2 separate regions of the Sus scrofa genome follow, and region 1 is linked to region 2. Evidence: chromatin contacts called from public HiChIP or PLAC-seq data. All regions are on one chromosome and are shown on one strand. Each heading gives the region's core, a stretch centred on a gene start, on an enhancer-like site or on the middle of the called end of the contact. The rest is flanking DNA. Distances are from core to core; before and after follow the strand shown.

Region 1 (3,044 bases), core at 354-2,853, 300 kb after region 2:
TGATGTATCCTCTTACAGTACTACAAAAGTACATAAACCAAAAGAAAAAATATCCTAGATAAGGAAAAGGTTAAAGTGTGCAACAAGCAGCAATCATTTTACAATTAAAAAAAAAAATCTTACCGGGACAAAAGTCACAGATTCCTTGGATCTCCTTACCACCACCTGCCCACCTTGTTAAAAAAAACCGTGAAAACTTGCTTTGAAAGACTGGATCCCAAGATGTCTCAGACATATGCGAAAGAGCTCAACAATCCTACCAGCTTGACATGATAAAAACGAATTCCATGAAGCAGTGAGTAACTGGGAAAAGAGTTTTGCAGGATCTTCTTTTCTTTTCCCAAAGAAAAATTAAATCCAAGAAACGTCAAAGCAAAAATAAATCCTAAATGTACAAAAGTCCACTAACGATACACTTTATTTCTAAAAGTTGGAGATAAAGAATTATAATCTCAACACACAGACAAGAAGCAAATCTCTGACACCAAGGGTTGCCAGAACATATTGCCTACTGGATATACACTCCATACCTTTTTAACAGTTACATTAAGGAGGGGAAAAAAGAATAGTCCGGAGATGATCAGAAAATGGTTAGCAAATCACTCTTTTTTCCTCTAAATTCAGTCTAAAATGCAGAGCCAAATAAAACCACCATAAATTCCTTTAGTAATCCAGGTCTTTCAGTTCACCCAATTTTACATAATATATAAAATTCTGTGGCTTTCTTCATTCCCCACTCTACAAACATAAATTCATATTTCTGAAATGAACATATGGTGAGAATATTAATAAAGCTCTCTTTAACTAGGAAAAACGGAAATCAAATTCTTAAACTCCAATAGGGAAACCTTGAGAGGAAAGCAGGGCCCAAAGCACAAAGTATTCCTATGCACAAAGTAAATGATTACTAAGTAAAAATTTCTTTCAATGAAATATATCTTATCTCATATATCCCTCCCAAAATACAAAATACACAACTCTGTCAGCATCCAGAATTCTACCTTTTCTCAATCACTTTCAACCCTGTAAGAGTTGATCTGCGTTTAAAAAAAAAAAAAAAAAAAAAAAAATCCATAGTTCTACTCCCCAGCTCAAAGCAATGACTCTTGGCACACCATAATCTAAAAGTTATAAAGAACTAACGTTTCTCAAGCAGTTTTGCCCCTAAAATTTACATTCTAATCTAAATTAATCAACTAGATTAATTACAATGTCAGTATTGCAAAATTAGAAATCCTTATCATGTTGTAATCCACAAAATTCTTTGATCTACAATGGTTTCTACAGAAGTTAAAGGCTACATACAAATCCATTTCCAAACAGGATGAATATTAAGGCTCTAACTACTTGGCCTAAAAACCAAAAGAGATATTAATACACCTTCCCTCCTCCCTCTGGTGCAGAGAAAAGCCACCTGAGAAGTTTTAATCACAGTGTGTTCACAACTGGAAACAAAATAGTTACTGTGCCTCAAAATTGGAAAAAAAAAAAAAATGACAAGAAAATACTAACCAATCTCTGGCTGTAACGAATCCTTTCTTCTTCGGGTTCCATCTCTCACTCTTCTGTTGAAATTACAGAAAGAAACCACTCCAGGGCTGCCTTCCTCTTCCTCCTTAGGAACCAGATTGCAACACTAAAGAATAATGATATGAGCAGAGATGAGAACTCATCCTCAAACTCAAGCTTTCTTTTCACAGAATGAGATACTTAAGATTAGGTGTAAATTAAAGGCTTCCTGAGAAATCTAGTTCCTTTTCATTAGTTTGGGACCTCTCAGCTCTGGAGCAAGTGGTTCCAGGCAGGTCATGATCAACATTAATCACATTACAATTGTCTGAGGCCTATAGGCAAAAAATGTTGGTTTCAGTTCCTCACAGACGGGCTACACCACTTATTTCTCCCCACAGGATTACAATAAGCAAGACTCCCCTTCATGGAAGCATTAGCCAAGGGGGGGGGGCAAGATTTTTCTCTCTTAGAGAGCTGATCAGGTGAAGCAGCCACTGAACTAACCCAGATCCACACCAAATGAGTTCTCTCTCATTGGCTATTAGAAGCTAAAGGAAAAGAAAAGATAAACTATACAAAAAAGAGAACAAGAATTAGACTCCAAATCAATTTCCCATACACTTCTGGTAAATCCGTACACAATCGTCGCCTTCCTTCCCAGACTCCTCGTATCTTTTCATTCCCAAACCAACCCTCCACCCCAACACGAGATGTGTACAACTCTGAAACAAACGCAAGAGAGTTGCCAATCAGAAACAAAAATTTATCAGAGCTTTCTGTTTAGAGTAATAAAATAAACAACTTTTACCTATAGAAATTAGCAAAATACATCTTTTTCAAAAATTAAAGACAGACCGGTTTGCGCGACAGTCGATCCCTAATACCAAGAAAGGTTTTCTTTTTTCAAATTATTCTCAGGGATAATGGCTTCCATAGGGAAAGCAGGGTTTTTTCCCCCCTTTTAGTAACTATATTATGGCCACGTTAATAGCATCCTTCCAAAACTGCAACAAGACCAGAGGACCCGATGACACAGTTCAAGTGCAGTTCGTGGCAGAGCCCTCCTGGAGGAAGCCCTCGCCCCAAGTCGGGAGGGAAACCGTGTTTGCACCCCCCGGGCGAGGACTGCCCAGGCTTCAGAGCGGACTGGGCCGGAGAGAAAAAATGGCAAATCTCGCCGGGTTCCCCCAGGGAAAGGCGTTTCAATGGTTCATTCACCCGTTGGAAAAAGAAATAGAAACTTTACATTAAGTCTTTAGATAACACAGCGAACCAAACTTCCAAAGGGGGGGGGGGAATCTCACCGGGGATTTTGCTCGTGAGTTCTTGTCCAAGTGAGAAGTAAAAGATTCCAAAAAACTGAGAGGAGAAATTAAATCCCAAACGTCGTCTTCGGTTTTTTCCGTGGATCAACCCAGTATCCAGAGGGTCAGAGCGACCCGGAAAAGAGAGGAAACAGTTGCTGAATCAAACCTCCTCTTCTGGCTTTGGAGACCGGGAGTCGGAGGCGTCAGGAGAGGGGAGCGCGACCC
Region 2 (3,081 bases), core at 13-2,512:
TCCCTGGCCTGCCTCAGTGGGTTAGGGACCCAGTATTGCTGCAACCTATGGTGTAGGTCACAGATGCAGCTGGATTCAGCGTTGCTGTGGCCGTGGTATAGCCTGGCAGCTGCGGCTCTGATTCCACTCCTAGCCTGGGAACTTCCATATGCCACAGGTACAGCCCTAAAAACAAAAATAAAATAAATTTCTGGTAAGTGCTGTGTGATATGAAGTTGACTTTATTTACTTTTTTGTCTTTTTAGGGTTGTACCCACAGCATGTGGAAGTTCCCAAGCTAGGGGTCAAACTGGAGCTGTAGCTGCCGGCCACAGCCACAGCCACAGCCACACCAGTCCCAGTCACATATGCGAGCTACACCACAGCTCACCAGGTCCTTAACCCACTAAGTGAGGCCAGGGATTGAACCTGAGTCCTCATGGCTACTAGTCCGTTTAACTGCTGAACCACAAAGGGAACTCCGTGAAACTGACTTTATTTTTGCTTTTTAGGGCCACACCCAGGGTATATGGAGGTTCCCAGGCTAGGGGTCGAATCTGAGCTGTAACTGCTAGCCTATGCCACAGTCACAGCCACACCAGATCCAACCTGCGTCTGCAACCTACACCACAGATCACGGCAACACTGGATCCTTAAACCACTGAGCGATGCCAGGGAGCGAACTTCAACCTCATGGTTCCTAGTCGGCTTCCTTTCCTCTGTGCCACAATGGGACCTCCAAGAGTTCAGATACTATTCTAACCACAGTGAAAAACCAAGGGATGGTTTTATGCAGAGGAGTGACTTGGCAGCATGCTTTAAAAAATAAAAAAAAAAAGTTTTATTTAAGACTAACTAAGGATCCATTATGTCTAAAAGAGCACTTTAGCTGCTGCTGCGTGGAAACTATATTGGAGGAGAGTACAAGCTACATCTGTACGGCGGCGAGAATCATCCCCGGAGCAGGGCCATGGTGAGTAAGTGTGGGGGAACCGTTCCTAAGAGTCGCCTTGGCACTCGAGGAGCGAGCTGGGATGCGGAAGGCTGGAGCGTAGCAGCCCATCCAAGCCCCGCGTACAGGCCCAGGATTGCGTCCGAGCCGTATCCTCGGTCGCTCGCCTAGGCGGCCGCTGGGCGGCGCCGCGAGTCCAGCTCGAGTCCAGTCCGGACGAGAGGCAGCCCTGCGCACTAGTCAGCTCGGCGCTCGGCAGCTCTAGCCTGCCGAGGGCGGGGCCGTTATGGAAGGGCGGGGCCTCGGCCAGGGCGCCGGACCGTCGGGCAACCTAGACGACAGCACGGGGCGGGGTCTGCGCGCGGGGGCGGGGCCTGGGCGACGCGGGGCCGGCGGGAGCAGATGGCGACGGCGCTGGGCGCCTGAGCGGGCTGGGGCCATGAGCGCCGCCCGGCCCCAGTTCTGCATCGATGACGCCTTCGAACTGTCCCTGGAGGACGCGGGCCCCGGCCCCGAGTCCGGCGGAGTCGCCCGCTTCGGGCCGCTGCACTTCGAGCGCCGGGCCCGGTTCGAGGTGGCCGAGGAGGACAAGCAGTCCCGCCTGCGCTACCAGGTGAAGGGCCCGGCCCACCTCACCCCACACCTGGGTCTGGGCGGACCCCAGGCCGGCCCCCGGAGAATCCCAACTCGGGAGGATCTGATTAGAGGCCTCAGCCGGAGTGGGAGATCGCCTCCCGGACGTGGCCACTGATCCAGATCCCTGCCCAAACTTTCGTAGCTATGATTTCAGTGCCCGGCCACCACTGGAGAGCCCAGAACTCAGATTCGGGAGCTGATACCCCACCCCGAGCTAGAGATCCCATCCTGGATGCCCCACCGATCCTGGGTACTGACGCTCCCTCCCCTTACCCTACAGGACTGGAAGCTCTTCTGTACCAGAACCAAACCTTGTCTATACTCAGGAGCAGTCCCCTGAGCCCCAGGCCAGATAATCTAGGGAGCCAGCACCCCCTCTTCTGTTCTGAAAGTCCCCGTGCCTTCCTCTCCTCCAGAGCCGAGGCCCCCACTCACATGATGAGTCCTGGCGGATGCCTTGCCTCCCGCTAAACTGGAAATGCCCGTTTTCCCAGAGACTCTCCACCAGCTCTAGAATGCTTTTCTTGGAAACCTGGACCAGATTGCTGTGCCACAAATCTGGAAACTTTTGGCTTGTCCTGCCCTGGCACCCCACATCCAGAGCAGCCATACTGCACCCCTGAAATACCATCCTGACATCTCCACCGTGACTCACAAGCTTGGGAGATCACTGGGCCCTGGGACCCATGCTGGGAGCCCTCCACCAGCCCCTGCGGGCTCCTCCCTGCCAAACCCCCAGCACCCACCTGCTACCAGGGTTTCAGTTTCTGTGAATCATCAAACCCGTTGTTCTTCTCTGGGGAGGGCAGGGCGGAGGGAGTAGCTGTCAAGCGGCCAGGCAAACAGCTGTGTGGGCTGGCTTCCTTCTTCACCAGAGGGGTGTGAGGAAAGGCCTGAACCTCGTAACCCCACTGGGCCCTGTGTTCTGAAATAGAACCTGGAGAACGATGAGGATGGAGCCCAAGCCTCTCCGGAGCCGGATGGGGGAGTCAGCACCAGGTCAGGGCCAGGTGGGGACCCACCCCGAACTCCTAGCCCAGGCCCCTGGCCCCCGCTCAGTCCTCTTCCTTACCTTACTCAGCTCTCATATCCTGTCCTACAAGAGGGGGGCCCTGTCCTGCACCCTACCCTAATGCCAGCCTCACCCCACCCCAACCAGGCTCTTTATCCTGCAGAAACCCCCAGCCAGGTCTGGCCGCTAGTCAAGTGTCCCACGGGAATCCCTAGCTTGAAATTCCCCAGCCTTCTTCCACCCCCAGTCCTGCAGAAACCCCCAGCCCTTGAATTCCTCTTCACCCCTGATCCCTTAGGGGATCAGTGTCCCCTAATCTTGCAGGAACACCCAGCCCATGTCCCAAAGGGTCCCCTTGCCCCCTCACTGGGCCCACTCGTCCTGCAGAGATTCGGGCCGCACATCCATCCGCAGCTCGCAGTGGTCTTTTAGCACCATCAGCAGCAGCACTCAGCGCTCCTACAATGCCTGCTGCAGGTGAGACCCTGCCCGGTACAGCAGC

Evidence for each region. HiChIP or PLAC-seq counts read pairs in DNA pulled down with a chosen protein or histone mark.
Region 1: a contact with region 2 is called in an H3K27ac HiChIP or PLAC-seq map of alveolar macrophages. The contact joins the promoter of KDM2A here to the promoter of TMEM134 in region 2. A contact is called at or near these places in 1 of 5 promoter capture datasets (fetal liver), 2 of 47 Hi-C or Micro-C datasets (alveolar macrophages and embryonic fibroblasts) and 1 of 2 datasets of contacts at active chromatin or transcription factors (alveolar macrophages).

The regions. Positions count from the first base shown.
Region 1 is chr2:5,353,970-5,357,013 of Sscrofa11.1, forward strand. KDM2A (lysine demethylase 2A) reads right to left here and starts at 1,604. Exons shown (of 20, transcript NM_001160090.1): 1 at 1,513-1,604. The coding sequence starts at 1,554.
Region 2 is chr2:5,055,991-5,059,071 of Sscrofa11.1, forward strand. It overlaps TMEM134 (transmembrane protein 134), which reads left to right and starts at 1,263. Exons shown (of 7, transcript XM_021082746.1): 1 at 1,263-1,544; 2 at 2,502-2,566; 3 at 2,904-3,056. The coding sequence starts at 1,371.